Regions from separate parts of the Mus musculus genome. Here all the other regions are linked to region 2. Evidence: chromatin contacts called from public Hi-C, HiChIP or PLAC-seq and promoter capture Hi-C data. All regions are on one chromosome and are shown on one strand. Each heading gives the region's core, a stretch centred on a gene start, on an enhancer-like site or on the middle of the called end of the contact. The rest is flanking DNA. Distances are from core to core; before and after follow the strand shown.

Region 1 (2,700 bases), core at 143-2,642, 2.0 Mb after region 2:
CCCCATTTTTTTTCTTCTTCAATGTACCACCATACCCAGATTGTATAGGAAAAAAAATGTTCAAAGTATGCTAAATTTTACTATTATATTGAACATAAAAAAAAAAATCCGAGGTGAGATGATAGCTTCTCTTGAGACAAATGTTGGAAGCATGACAAGTCTTCAAGTTCTGACCTCTTCTGTTCACATACATACATTTCCCCCTTCTTACTGGTTAAAATCTCACTTTTTCTGGTAGAAAAATGTTACAAATCTAAAGACTTCAATCTCACCGGTCAAAAAATAGGGTCTAATAAAATTGCCAAATAAATTCCATTGTTTTGAAAACTAGAAAAATGCTCAGGCTTAGCTAAGTTGCCAGTTATTAATTTTTTTTGAACGTACTGGAATCTATCAATAGAAATTCCTTCACAAATCAGTTTGCCTCTACTTGCAAATGGATAACCATATCTAAAATAATCTATGCTTATCAGATAATATTTTATGAGCACTGTCTGAGTCTATTTAGAGCGGACTTTGAAGGGACATTCAGACTCTTATGAACTAACTGGCTTCTGCTTTAAAGGGCTACTGCTTCTAGTGTCAGCTCTTTCTAGTTTCAAAATTTGCATGGCCGCCTTTCTGAGTCGCCTTCAAGAACAGTCTTAGCCCAGTCAGGAATTGCTCGAACTCCGGCGGCCTTAGGGTCAGGCTTATTTGCATCTTTGCTAAACAAAGTCCATCCTTTGAGGCGTCAGCGCCGCCGGTCTTCGCTCTCACGCTCCGCTGCTCACTTCAGCGACGGTGGCGTGCACAGCACCTGGGTCATCTGTGCTCACGATCCTGCCGCGACACCGACTCTGGGCGTTGTGGTTCTCATTTCAGGGCTCCGAGATTCCCACGGCACACTCGGCTGCTCGCTCCCTAGTCCCGGGACTAGGAGGCGCGGTTTTCCCGGAGAAATCCACGTCAGCCGCGCAGGCGCAGGCGCAGGATCTGGGCGGAGGGAAGGGGCCTGCGCTCGGCCCGCGGTAAACAAGCACTGCGCAGGCGCCGTGCGCCAAGGTGATTTTTTTTTTGTTTTGTTTTTTGTTTTTTGGTTTGCATAGCATCATAAAAAAGGGGGAAGGCCAAAGCAAACCCTAGCATCTTAAGACGATCGACGGTGTGGCTTCTGCTACTCTCACTCTGAGGCACCGGCTGCGCGACCATGGCAGCCATAACTCTTCCACAGAGCTGCCGGCCTTGAGCTCTTTCGCTCACTGTCTACACTGAGGCTGAGAGGACAGAGAAAAGACAGAGAAAAAAAAGAAGAAAGAAAGAAGATTTAAAGGAGAGGTGGTGGGCGGTTCCCACAACGCCACCGTAAAGACCTCTGTGCCTCTTTCCCCAGACAACGCGAGATCCTGTGCCAGCCGGGACTCCGCCCCCGCCCCGCCCGTGGCTGTGTGCGCATGCGCTGGGCTTTTTGGCGCGCAAACCGTTCAGAACTTCCTGCTTGGTCACAGGTGGCCCCGTCGGCCCCCGAGGGATGTCAGTCAGGTCGGAGCCGGGGATTCACGCCCACTGCGGCACGTCCTTAGGGATTTTTCGGTCAAAATTCCACTTGACTGTAACTCGCCCCCCCCATTCTTCTGTTCTCGTATGGGTCATGAGGTCTCCGCGAATCCAAGAGTCAGAGTGGGAAGAGAACCCCTCGCGGTTTTTAAAAGATGTTGCGATTTCGTTGTGTGGCACGCGAGCTAACTGGCATAAAAGGATAAATCTGGGGAACGAACGGGACTTCCCCCCCCCCACCCCCGAAGATTCTGAGAGGCTGTGAATGTGGACCGGGCTAACACAGTGATATGAAGATGAGAAGTTTTAAAAATGGAAGGAGCCAATGAAGGCTTGAGAGATGAGGCTAGGAGGAATTAGAGCAGTAGAGGAAGTTTAGCTTAAAATATTTACGCATATTTATAAGCAAGTAGGCAGCAGTGCCGCATATTTAGTCTACGATAGCGAAGTGAAATGGGGATGTCTTTGAGTGCAACAGAAACATTTTTTAAAGTTGTCGCAGGCAAGAGCTGAGGTTGGGGCGGGGTAAAACAGATAATCTGGAGTCTTAGGATGTTGCAAGTGTGGACCGCTCTGACTGATTTGGCCTCTTTTCTCTCTCAGGGGACGTGGAACACCTGCACAAACTGGATTTTTGCCCTATCACGACTCTGAGGTACCATCCGGCAACTGAAGTGTCCTCTTTCCAATAGAATGCCTGGCCTCTCCCACCAACTTCACGGTTCAGCCGGAATGAAATTTGGCTAACAAGTCACTCAGATGAGTCACTGGCTCATTACAAGATTATAGATTTCTAATCTATAGCCTTCCAGTTGTGTAGATCTTAGGATTCACTCTAATATTGGGAGCAGTGCTATATAGTACAGACAGTATTGTCATTTTTACTGTCCCTGGAGATTGTTTGCAGGACCTTGCACAAGTCCCGCAATGCATGATGCTCAAGTCCCCTGCGTAATGAGGTATACTATTTGCATATGACCCTTGTACATCTTTCTGTAAAGTTTAAACAATCTCTAGATTATTTGTGATATGTACATCGATGTAAATGCTATGTAAATAGCTCCTGTACTATATTGTATAGGGAGTAATGGCAAGAAAAGCATTCAGTACAGATGCAAATTTATCTTCTCTATTTTTATATCTGCTTTTGGCTGAATGTGAGGA
Region 2 (2,787 bases), core at 93-2,592:
TCAGTCTATCCTGGTGGGCGGGGCATTTCACGGCCACATACTCCTGGTTCATCATGTCTAATGGAGACCTCCTGTTTTCTTTCTTTCCTTTCTCCTTCCTCGTCCTCTCTTCTTCCTCTCCTTCTCTCTTTTTTCCCATGGTCCCTACCTGCGACCCTCATCCTGGTAACTGAAAACCCACTTGCCTCTATTCTACCTGGTAATTGGCTGTAACCACTTTTATCTAGCCAATAGTTTTCAATTGGGGAATGAGATTTACATAGCATCACTTGGTCTACTGAAGATGTTGGGGGACAACCAGATCTTGGTGGCCAGTACTTAGCATTTGAATACATCTCAGCACCAGACACAACTCACAGCGACGTTCAAAATAACTGAAGAGCATGCAGCCTATTTGGATGAAGAGAGGAAAAGTGCCATTTTCCCCAAGTGCCTTGGTTGAGGTAGCAGTCACTACGCATATTAATACAAATACTGATTATTGAAATGTTAGTATAAACGAGCATGCCTTGTTGACCGCAGCTTAGGAGCAAGTTAGAGAAAGCATCGAAACGCAGACACCGCAGCCCTGTCTCCAACGGGACTGCACACAGTGTTGGCAGCTTGTTCTCATTTAAATTTATTCACAAGCCACTCCTCAAATAGCTGCAAAGTCAATTTTAGCATCCATGTGATTGTCACAGATTTCTGCGTTAGATGAGGAATTAATGAAGCTGCATTTACAATCTACATTCCTAGATATAACCAACAGTGTTTGTTCTTGCTTTTGTTTTTACTTTTGTTTATTTCGTTTGAAGGCTTGTGGTGCAATAATACACAGCAACATCTTCAAATGAGGACCAATAAATAAAGCTCAAAAAAAAAACCCTCTGTCTGAAGACAAATTATTTAAATTGAGCACCCAGTATATACATTTAACATTCATAATTTCTACTCCTCATTTCCTACCAGCAAGTTGTCTTACTATAAATAAATGAATTATAAATAAAAGAAAGCTGACAGGAGCCTTAGAGGAGCAGAAGTTTGTAGTACACAATAAAGCCTATTACTTCTGTTTAGGGGCCCTATGTCTCTCCCCGAGATTATGGCTTTTAGACACGCACACCCAGTCATTGAAAGCACACACAGCTACAGGGACCCTCCCCCAGCATGCACACTCATGCATCTATGTCACATGGGCTGGTTTGCTCCACATGTGTCATTAATTGTCAAGAATGCTGCTCAGACGGCTGATCGGAAGATAGGCAGAGCAGGATATCGAGACAGCCCAGGGTTTCCTTGTCAAGTAGGTTTAAAACATTTTTTCCTCTTCTCTCTCTCTCTCTCTCTCTCTCTCTCTCTCTCTCTCTCTCTCTCTCTCAACTTCCTTCCTGTTCTGCCAGTCCTCAGTCAGAGTTGAGAGACAGAGGTAACCTCCAGAGACACAGGGCCGACTGGAGCCTGGAATGTAAGTTGAATGCCTGAGGTGGGGAGGCTGCAGGTGGGCGCAGAGTCCTGTAGGAAATCTCAGAACCACCCTACTGCCCTTGCCAGAGGAGCTGTTGCTGTTCTTAGGAAGGGCGGTTCTTTAAACCGAACTTCATGATAAGAAAGTGCTAAAGAGATTGCTGGAGCAGAAAAGGGGAAGTCAGCCCTGAGAAGGGGAGACAAGCTGAAGGAGGTAGGAGAGAGTACCCTGCTACCAGAATGTTCTAGAGAAGGGCTCTGGGGATACCTGGAATGGGGGCGGAGTGGGGGGCAGCACTGGGTGGTTTCCTTGCTAGGCAGGAGCTGGAATTTGGCTGCGCTCAGGAAAAGGAAAACCCTACCTCTGATACTGACTGTGCTGTGGATGGCGGCTTGTGCTGGGGTGGAGATGTGTGGTTTCCTGTTTTTGAGCACACTTTAAAGAGACTGTTTGAAAGGAGAGAAAATATGGTGCAGAGCTGTCAAATGCTAAGCCCTTAGCAAAAACCAGGGGAATTAAATTCCTGCAGTGGGCTGGGCAGGAAGATATTCACTGTGACTGCCAAAAAACAAAGCAGCCCTCCACATCAAGGGGAACTGATGCAGACCCAGAAGATGTGGAGAAAACTGTGGGAGAGGCACTAGGAGAGTCTGCGTGGGCCCAGCTATAAACGTGGTCGGTGGGCCTTCCAGCTGTCGTGGTCTGAACTTTGGCCTTGCTAGAAGGGCTCTAGGCATCACTTGGTATGCTCTCCTCTCTTTCTCAGGTTTTCCAGTCAGCAAGTGCTAAATGCCCCATTTTGGGTAACTGTAGCATGGGTCTGAGAAGCTCTGAGTAGTTTTTCACTAGGCGGTGAGGGAGTCAGACTCTTACAGGAAGGCCCCCAAACCACCCCTTCACAAAGACACTAAGAGCCTTCTGAAGTCAGGCTTAGCACACTGGGTTCCCCACATGAGAACTCAAGAAGAGATCAGCGGTGACCTGCTGGCTGGGAATTTGTCACCAACAGGTGCCATTTCTCTCTGTGGCATTTCTAAGAGTGTACCCCTGCCCGTTTCAAACACAGTGCAAGTTTACTGACAAAATGAGCTTATTCTTTTGTGAGTCCTTCAGGTTTCTGATAGAACATGATCAACTCTCCTTCCACGTGGCCCACACTCTGCCAGTGAGAAACAACCATGACTAGCCGGCCTAAACCTCATGGGCATCTTCTTGCCCTCGGAATTTGGTCCTTCACCATTTTGGAGAGTGTGGGTCTGTCCCAGGGAGACAGGCTTTGCTCAGCCGCGCACAGTTTGGTTTCCACTGGAAGCTCAGAACAGCAGAGTTACTCTGAGGGG
Region 3 (2,714 bases), core at 135-2,634, 2.9 Mb after region 2:
TTTTGCTTAGCTACTTCTTTTCCACCCTTCATCACAGGAGTTTTCTACTTTCAGATTGCTCAACTTTCATATGCACTAGCGTAAAACAACTATTCAGCAACTTTATTCACCTTGGTTTAATTTTTTTTTTCATTGTGCAATGCCCAGGAAAAGCTGACACCAAGACTGTCTTAGGACTTGCAATCACAATCAGAAGAGAAGAGAGGGTAAAATTCTTGTGTGATAGAACGGGGGGGGGGGGGGGAGGAGGGGCGTAAAGAGAGAGAGAGAGAGAGAGAGAGAGAGAGAGAGAGAGAGCATCCTAGTGGAGCCCCTAGAACTTTTTCCCTAGAGACCACCCCTTGGGAACAAAAGTTACAATTCAGTCTCACGTTATGCGTAGGAATAAAGAGAAAGGGTTTTTCTTTTTCCTTTCTTATTTTTAAGCGCACTAATTACGGAGGTGCTCTACAGATCTGAAGACAACCCGGGTTCCTCCTACCAATTGAGAGCGGCATTACATTGTCAAAAAGAAAGGGAGTGGGGCTCTCTTTCTCTCTTGTCCTCTTGGGCTATTACCTTCCCCCTACCTTCCCTATTCCCTTCCCTCTCTCTCCACGTGTTCATGGCCTGCCTCTACTTCTCTACTCTCTCCCTCTCTCTGCTTTTTTCTGCCACAACTACCCTCTTGACTCCCCTCCCCTTGCCCTAAATAAACTCTATTCTATACTATTAAAAAAAGGAAAGAAAGAAAGGGAGTGGGGGGGGGAGGCAGGAGCCCAAGAGGATCTCGGCGGAGAGGGGTGCAGCAAGGTTACACTAAAGGGTACAGCGCGGCCGCGAGCTGCATCTCCTTTTCCCTCGCGCCCCAAATAATTCCCCGCCAGCCTAGCAACTGCACCAGCAGCCCCGGGGTAAGGGGGTTCCGATCGCCCAGCGGAGGAAGGAGGGGAATCCGATCGTTACCTTAATGCTAGACTGAGCAGGAGTCTCAGACATGTCTCACAGCGAAAGGGATCAGGAAGTTCTCAGTTTTTTTCCACTTTCCTTTCCTCTCCCCAACCCAGAAACGCTCGGCGGGGCAGCGGGATGCGGTCGTTTAAGAAGTTTCTTGCAGCATCGCTGGCGGCGGCCGCCCGAGGGGGAGGGGGGGCTCTTCTCAACGCGCGGATTGGGCGCGAGGTGCGGGGGCGTAGGAGCCGGCGAGCACGGCGTGGGGTGTGCGGGTCGCGGCGCGGCGACCCGGGCGCAGCAGGCCGGCCTGGCGTGTCTCCTCCCACCCGCGGCCGGCGCGCCCGCCCTCCCGCGGCGCTCGCTCGCTCGCTCTCTCGCTCCCTCGCTCCCTCCCTCCCTCTCTCTTTCTCGAATGTTTTCCTTCCTGGAAGAGAGAAACTGAAAGGCAGAACTGAGAAAGCTCTCTGCTCATTGATCTTGAGAGTTTCAGGGCAGAAACTGACGTGAATTCCCAGCACCCGGCTCTGCCTCTTAAAGGAGCCACCAGGAAATAAAAGCTCGGGTTACCGCGGGCCGCGGAGAAATCAAAAGGCGTGCGGGGGAGGGGCGCGGGATGCCCACTGGGCCGCCCCGAGGCGGAGGACGCCTTTGGGGAACCTTGCAGCGTGGCCCAAGGACCAGCAAGCCTGGTTCATCTCTCTCCCGACTCCCCTGGCTGCGCCTCAGGAGGACCTGGGCCACGCACAGTAGGGGCTTTTCTGTGCACTCCCAGAGGCGCAAATGCAGCCTGGGGACCGCAGTCTAGGAAGGGGCTTTCCGGGAAGGACGCGGCGCCGCAGGAGGAAGCGAGACAATGGCCTTTGTTCTGCGCGGCGACCGCGGCCGCTTTAAGAGAATCCACCAGGAAATGGGAGCTCGGGTTACAGGCTGCGCACGGGGAAGTGCAGGGCGCGACGCTGGAGACAAAGCCGCGCGGTCGCGCTCCGGCGCAGGGACGCGGCGAGCGGGGGTGCTCCCCGCGACGGGGGCGCCCCACGGCCTGACCTCCCGCCTTCCCCGATTCGAAATCCCCCGGCCATTTAAAGCCACAGCGGCCGCTACCAACCGACGTAGGTGACTGGACTACAAAGTTGACAGGGCGCGTTCCAGCAGATCTTAGCCCTCCCCTGGGCCGCTCCTCGGGCTCGGTCATTGGCGGAGGGGACAGCCCGGGGTCCTGCAGAGGAGGGGCTGCCAGAATCCTGGGGCTGAGGCGCTAGCCTTGAGCACCAGCGTTCCGATCACTCTATTTTTATTGCTATTTATAATCTCTTAAAATGCCCACCGCAGAAGATGGTGTTTAAATTCTAACCCTCTAGTCTATACAGGTTTAATATGTGGATATATAACGAAGAGCTTGATGCACTTCCATTTTGTGCTTTGACGGTAAAATAAACACAAATGTATGCGTGTATGAATGCATTATACTCATCTTCCCTGCTGAGGGTTTCCCAGACTCACCTCTGTATTCCCACCTCTGTAGTTTCTTGGGAAGGAGGCGTGGGGGTGGGAGGAAGCAGTATTGTTTTGAAGTAAAATCTCTCAATGTAACCCTGACTGTCCTGGAACTCTTTCAGGCTGGCCTGGAACTAGTTCTGCCTCTGATCTTTCTTATGTATTTATTTATTTCCTGCACACTTTTCAGCGTCGTAAAAACGTGCTCAGACTTTCATAAACAGAACTTCTGTTCATACATACTCATATTAGGACACTCTAAATGAAATTTTCCAAGAGTCAGGCTG
Region 4 (2,700 bases), core at 22-2,521, 2.0 Mb after region 2:
GTATATTCGAGGTAGGGAGGGTTATATGCAGCCCAGGCTGACTGCAAAGTCTCTCAGTATCCTAAGCAGGCCTTGAACTCCTGATCCTCCTGCCTCCAGCTCCCAAGTGCTCAGATTACAGGTGTGCTCCACCATGCCAAGCCCAAGTTTCCAAGCCTGTTTTCACAGTCACGTGCTATCTGAATCTTTATCTATGACACCCCTGTCCGGGGACCATCCAAATCCCTGCTTGGCTCACACTCAAGATGAAGACCTGTTTCTGAGACTAGCTTCCTCCTTCCAGGGATGTGGTTTTCCTCATGGACTGCTCATTCTGATCGGATGTGTCCTCTGAAAGGCAGAGGTAAGCACTGAGCCTCTAACAGAGTCCATGAATACAGCCTGGAGAGCAGCTCAAACATGTTGGTTTATGGACGGGGTCAAGGAGCTTAGTGGACTGGGAGAGGTAAGGTCAGAACTAGACAGCTAAAAAACTAAGAACATGGCATACTGGTTCAGGGGCCAATGGAGGCTAAGGCTGGGCTTCTGGCTAAAACAGACTGAAAGGAGATATCAGGAGAAATTATTTTAAGGAAAGAAAAAGGGAAGAAAAAAAAAAGGCAAAGGCAAAGAAAGGTATACATATGAGATGTCCCTGATAAAGAGAAAGACTGATCTAGGACTACTGTTTAATTATTATGACGTTTTAAAAGCTTCACTGCAAAGAAAAACATAGTTGGATCCTAATTAATAAAAGCCATCACTTGTATTAGACCTGTTCTACTAATTGAATCCTCCTAGATCTTAACAAACTCTTTCCAATGAGTTTCCTGACCCAGAAATCAAAAGGGGACTTTATGTCCCCTTCTCATCCTCACAAGGGGGGGTGGGGAACCAAACCTGGAAAACAGACAGGTTCCCCCCCCCCTTTAAGGTTAAAAAGGAAGAAAATGACACCGACTGCCTTTGTCCTGATGGATTTTGACACTCTAACCCCAGAAATAACACCTCTTTTGCTCTATATAGAGTCTATAGCCACACCTTGTATTTGGTTGGTTTATTCCTATGACGGGTAATATTCATTTCTAGGATAACTACCCGCTCCCGCCCTCCCCAAGTCTACCTTTCCAAGACAGGGGAAGGTGCGTCCTCGTCGAACTCCCGCCTGTACCTTCCTAGTACCTCTGGCCAGCAGCCTGTGTGCCCGTGCTCCCTGGACATCCGTGAATGTTTGATGCTACATCTCTACCCAAACTGAAGCTTCCCGCCTGCATTCTGTCAACGGCACTTGCGGGCGGGGCGGGGGGGGGGCAACTTTTGGAACAGAAAGCTCCACCCATCCTACTCCCTACTACCTGCAATCAAACCAGCTAAAACACCCCACCTCAGACTCCCCAACTAAGTCTCATCACATGATCTACCGTACGGTAATTTTTTTTTTTTAACAAGAAAACAAGCATCCAAAAAAAAAAAAAAAAAAATTCAAACTGCAGGCGCGAGCCAATGGGGAAGCAGGGGAAGGTGGGCGGGGGAAGCGCGGCGGGCTGGGCGGGGACCCGCGGACCTGTGGACCGAAGGATTCGTAAAACGCAGCAGGCGCACGGTTTAGGCTTTTTTTTTTTTTCTTCCAAAACTCAGTTAAGCGCGAGGCTCCGCCTGCAGCTGCAGCCTCGCAGATCCACCTTAAATCTTCAGTGGACTCGGTGCAGGGGTCAGTGGGCGCAGCCAATGCCAATCAAGTTTACAACCACCAGCTCGGGACGAGGGAGGGGGGGTTTGGGGAAGGCCAGAGGGAGAAACTTCAACTTCTCGCTTTATATGCACACATCACACACGCGCACACGCAAACACACGTACGCACGCACATGCACACGCACACAAAGGGAAGGAGGGGGCCAGAGACCGGCGCTCCGCCGCCAAGTAACAAGTTTGCAAACGCTTCTAAGCTCGCTGGCCGCGGCCTGGACGCGCTTCCCGCGTCCCGACCCGAGCGCCATGATGGTGGCTGCGGTTCTCAGTCCGGGTTCTGGAGGGGGAGCCGCAAATGATGCAATCCCCCGGCCGGCGCCCGAACCGCGCGCCCTTCTCCCGGCCTTTTTCTTAACGTTCCTTTTAGAGGCGCGTCGAGGTTTCGCGCCCAAAGCATGGATAAGGGGTTTTTCTTTTGTTTTATTTTTTAAGATTTCCTAATTTCTGGTTCCTACCTCTGCTGAGTCCTTATGCATGATAAGTCTGTGACTTGGATGGAGGCCCGAGGGACTTGAGACTTGAGTGTACGTGGAAATAAGTGCACTTTCGGTTCTCCGGGATCCGCCTGTGGCTGACCCCACCCTATTACAACCCCACGCGAGTGAAATCAGGGAGACGACCCCATAGGTTTCTAAGTAGGATCCATGGCCTTTTTACCCCTCAGTGTCGTTTGCAAGGTTTCTTTTTTGCTTTAATTTTATTATTTTTTAAAGCCAGGAAAGGGGGGGGCAGGAGTAGGGTGTGGCTCAGGTGAAAGATGGCAAATGAAAAAGAATCCATGCTCTGAAAAACAGATCAGGGATCCTAAGTGGACTTCTAAACAAAACACCTTTTAGTTCAAAGCGCTAGACGAGCAATCGTGTTTTCTGGTGATGATGGTGTAATGGCGAAGGCAATTCTCTGGCTCCCAGGAAAGGTCGCTCAGTGCAGCCAGGGTGGTGGGCACACAGTGGCTTGAAAGGCCGACTGCTT
Region 5 (2,700 bases), core at 14-2,513, 2.3 Mb after region 2:
CCGAGTTGGTATCACACAATGGACCGTTGTTCACAAGCTTTCTCTGACGACATATACTTCCTGCAGCTACTGGTTAAAGCCAGCTTATGTGTTGACTGTACAGGCCCAGAACAATCATCTATAACTGCGGCTTCAAAACTCTTCCGCCCCAGCCAATGTGAAGATGGCGCCGAAAGTTAGACTGGATTACATCAGTCTCTTAATGAGGTTTTATTCGTTTGGGGTTATATGCAAACAGGAGTGAAGGGAGCAGTCAGAGATAACTTAACCACTTAAGCCTCGTTTCTATTTATTTGGCAACAAGTACTTTTTTTTTTTGGTTTTTTGAGACAGGGTTTCTCTGTAGCCCTGGCTGTCCTGGAACTCACTTTGTAGACCAGGCTGGCCTCGAACTCAAAATCTGCCTGCCTCTGCCTCCCAAGTGCCGGGATTAAAGGCATTCGCCACCACGCCCGGCTAAGAAGTACATTTTAGTCAAATACTTTTAAACCACCATAAAGCCAGAGTGCTACGCTAAGTGTTTAGGGATGTCATTTTAACAGCTGTGTCAGACAGCACTGCTTTCGTCGTTATTATCCATACTCATAAACAAATCATGACTTGGGAGGTAGAGGCAGGAAGATCAGGACTTAAAAGTTCATACTCAGTTACACGTGGAGCTGGAGACCAGACAGGTGAGAACCTGTCTCAAAGAAAAAAAAAGCCAAAATAAACAACAACACACAGCAACAACAACCCAGTACATCCCGGGAAAAGCCATGTGCCTTACAGAGTTAGCTGGAGAACTGCCAGCTGTGACTGAGCCCCTCCCGTTCCCCAATTGTGGAAATAGACTCTCCTAATTATGCCCAAATTAGGATGCTCTGTGATCTTTGACCAAGAAGGTGTCCTTGAACAGAAAGTGGAGGTGAACCCCTGTGACACCTGCACTTTGGAGGTAGAGGAAAGAGGATCAGGAGTTGAAGGTCGTCCTTGCGTACCCAAAGAATTCCAAGTCGGCCAGGCCTTCAGATAACGTCTGGAAACAAAAAGCAGCGCTTATTGTGGTTGCTTGCTAAAGACAAGAAGACTGCGACCCAGCGTGGAGCGGGAGTACACCTGGGTGTGTGACCTCCCCATCAGCACCTGTGCATTTGCTCTTCATGGCTTCCCCGCGGCCGAGCGGCACGGTTTAAGACCCTTGGTGACCCCGAGAGTCAATCCTCCCCCTCTAGTGGCTCTCAGTGCGTTGGGTGCTGGGGATCTGGCGGCTAGGTTCGCACATCCCGGCTGGGGCGGTCAGGCTGGATGTTGCCTGGGAAGCAGCTCCGGGTTGCAGGGCAGGGACGCGCCCTTCCCCCGTGCAAACTTTCAGTCGCTGCGACGGAAGCAGGAACTTGGTCACGACAAAATCTGCGGGACCGGTGCGGGAGCTGCGGAGCATCCCCTGCGATCCTCCCCAGAGCCTTGCGCCGCTTCGCTGGTTCTTTGCAAAAGCGACCTAACTGTCCTTGGGCCCAAGCGCCGCGGGGGCCACAGGGGTCTCTCGCTTGCAGGTAAAGGCGTCTCTTTCCGCCTCTGGCTGGCCTCGGGTAGACGCGACCCCTTGTGGGAACAACTCCGTTCCTTTCCGGGGCCCAGCTCCAGCAACCACCCCGAAGCGACCCTAGGGACCAGACTTGGGCAAAGTGGGGGCTGGCCTGGATAGTCCCCAAAACAGATGGTAGGGCGGGCTTGAAAGCACCTGCTATAAATGGCACAAGCTCCAAATTGTCTGCAGAGGGCGGCTGAAGCAATTCAGGGAGTAGCATGTACTTGCTCAAAGGACGGAAAAAGTTCCCATGTTTTCTCCTATGCTTTCTCTTCCCTTTTCCTTATTCAACCTGCTGTGTGATACTCTGTAAAGGTGGGGGTGGGGTGGGGGTGGGAAGGGAGAGAGAGGGACAGAGAGAGACAGAGACAGACAGAGAGACAGAGGCAAACAGAGACGGGGAGAGGAGAGTTACCTACCGACTTCTTGATAGTATGCTGTAAATGATTGCCAACACTTGAAATAGTTACATACAAGTTAAGTTTGAGCGAGTCAGCAAGCTCTCTTCTCTCTATGTCTCTGTCCCCCTTTTCAACAGGATTAAGTTGAGCTTCACACCTTTAGTGGATTAGATAACTTCATGAACTAATGGCACTACAATTGTGCTAATATGTAATTCTTTTTATTTATTTTATTTATGAGTACATTGCCACTGCCTTCAGACACACCAGAAGAGGGCATTAGATCCCAATTCAGATGGTTGTGAGCCACCATGTGGGTGATGGAAATTGAACTCAGGACCTCTGAAAGAGCAGTCAGTGCTTTTAACCTCTGAGCCATCTCTCCAACCCTAATATGTAATTCTTAATCAGGGATCAAAAAAGCCAGAAGATCTAAGTCACCTAAGAGCTGTTGGATATCCCTAATGAAACTATTTGTTAATTTAATTGATTACATTTCCCTGTGTACCCCTGCCCAGCCTGGAACTCATTACTTAGACTAGGTTGGGCTTAAACTCACAAGATCTGCCTGCCTCTGCTTCCTTGGTGCTGTAGTTAAAGGTGTGTGCCACTGCGCCCATACCTTTTTGGGGTTGTTTGGTTGGTTTTGGCCTTTCAAGACAGGGTTTCTCTGTGTAGTTCTGGCTGACCTGGGATGAGCTCTGTAGACCAGGCTGGCCTTGAACCCAG

What was found. Hi-C and Micro-C count contacts between places; a contact is called where the count stands out from the background. HiChIP or PLAC-seq counts read pairs in DNA pulled down with a chosen protein or histone mark. Capture Hi-C pulls out chosen DNA fragments and counts their contacts.
Region 1: a promoter capture Hi-C map of liver shows a contact between it and region 2, with 4 times the contacts expected there. The contact joins the promoter of 2810454H06Rik here to the promoter of Arhgdib in region 2. A contact is called at or near these places in 1 of 115 datasets of contacts at active chromatin or transcription factors (bone marrow-derived dendritic cells) and 1 of 9 other capture datasets (liver).
Region 3: a Hi-C map of LSK cells shows a contact between it and region 2, with 7 times the contacts expected there. The contact joins the promoter of Etv6 here to the promoter of Arhgdib in region 2. A contact is called at or near these places in 1 of 39 promoter capture datasets (liver) and 1 of 484 Hi-C or Micro-C datasets (LSK cells).
Region 4: a contact with region 2 is called in a Hi-C map of CD8 T cells, with 6 times the contacts expected there. The contact joins the promoter of Lockd here to the promoter of Arhgdib in region 2. A contact is called at or near these places in 3 of 39 promoter capture datasets (liver, neutrophils and pre-B cells), 4 of 484 Hi-C or Micro-C datasets (CD4 T cells, CD8 T cells and LSK cells), 4 of 115 datasets of contacts at active chromatin or transcription factors (acute myeloid leukemia, large pre-B cells, memory CD8 T cells and 1 more) and 1 of 9 other capture datasets (liver).
Region 5: an H3K27ac HiChIP or PLAC-seq map of bone marrow-derived dendritic cells shows a contact between it and region 2, with 11 times the contacts expected there. The contact joins the promoter of Mansc1 here to the promoter of Arhgdib in region 2. A contact is called at or near these places in 2 of 115 datasets of contacts at active chromatin or transcription factors (acute myeloid leukemia and bone marrow-derived dendritic cells).

Annotation. Positions count from the first base shown.
Region 1 is chr6:134,896,653-134,899,352 of GRCm38.p6, reverse strand. 2810454H06Rik (RIKEN cDNA 2810454H06 gene) reads right to left here and starts at 1,392. Exons shown (of 1, transcript NR_029441.1): 1 at 1-1,392. Gpr19 (G protein-coupled receptor 19) reads left to right here and starts at 1,159. Exons shown (of 4, transcript NM_001362050.1): 1 at 1,159-1,521; 2 at 2,140-2,191. RefSeq lists a cis regulatory region at 1,212-1,747.
Region 2 is chr6:136,940,311-136,943,097 of GRCm38.p6, reverse strand. It overlaps Arhgdib (Rho, GDP dissociation inhibitor (GDI) beta), which reads left to right and starts at 1,342. Exons shown (of 6, transcript NM_007486.5): 1 at 1,342-1,447.
Region 3 is chr6:134,034,370-134,037,083 of GRCm38.p6, reverse strand. It overlaps Etv6 (ets variant 6), which reads right to left and starts at 1,384. Exons shown (of 8, transcript NM_007961.4): 1 at 946-1,384. The coding sequence starts at 978. Gm46977 reads left to right here and starts at 1,772. Exons shown (of 4, transcript XR_001785383.2): 1 at 1,772-2,042.
Region 4 is chr6:134,927,663-134,930,362 of GRCm38.p6, reverse strand. It overlaps Lockd (lncRNA downstream of Cdkn1b), which reads right to left and starts at 1,271. Exons shown (of 2, transcript NR_037956.1): 1 at 1,078-1,271.
Region 5 is chr6:134,631,051-134,633,750 of GRCm38.p6, reverse strand. It overlaps Mansc1 (MANSC domain containing 1), which reads left to right and starts at 1,263. Exons shown (of 4, transcript NM_026345.4): 1 at 1,263-1,535.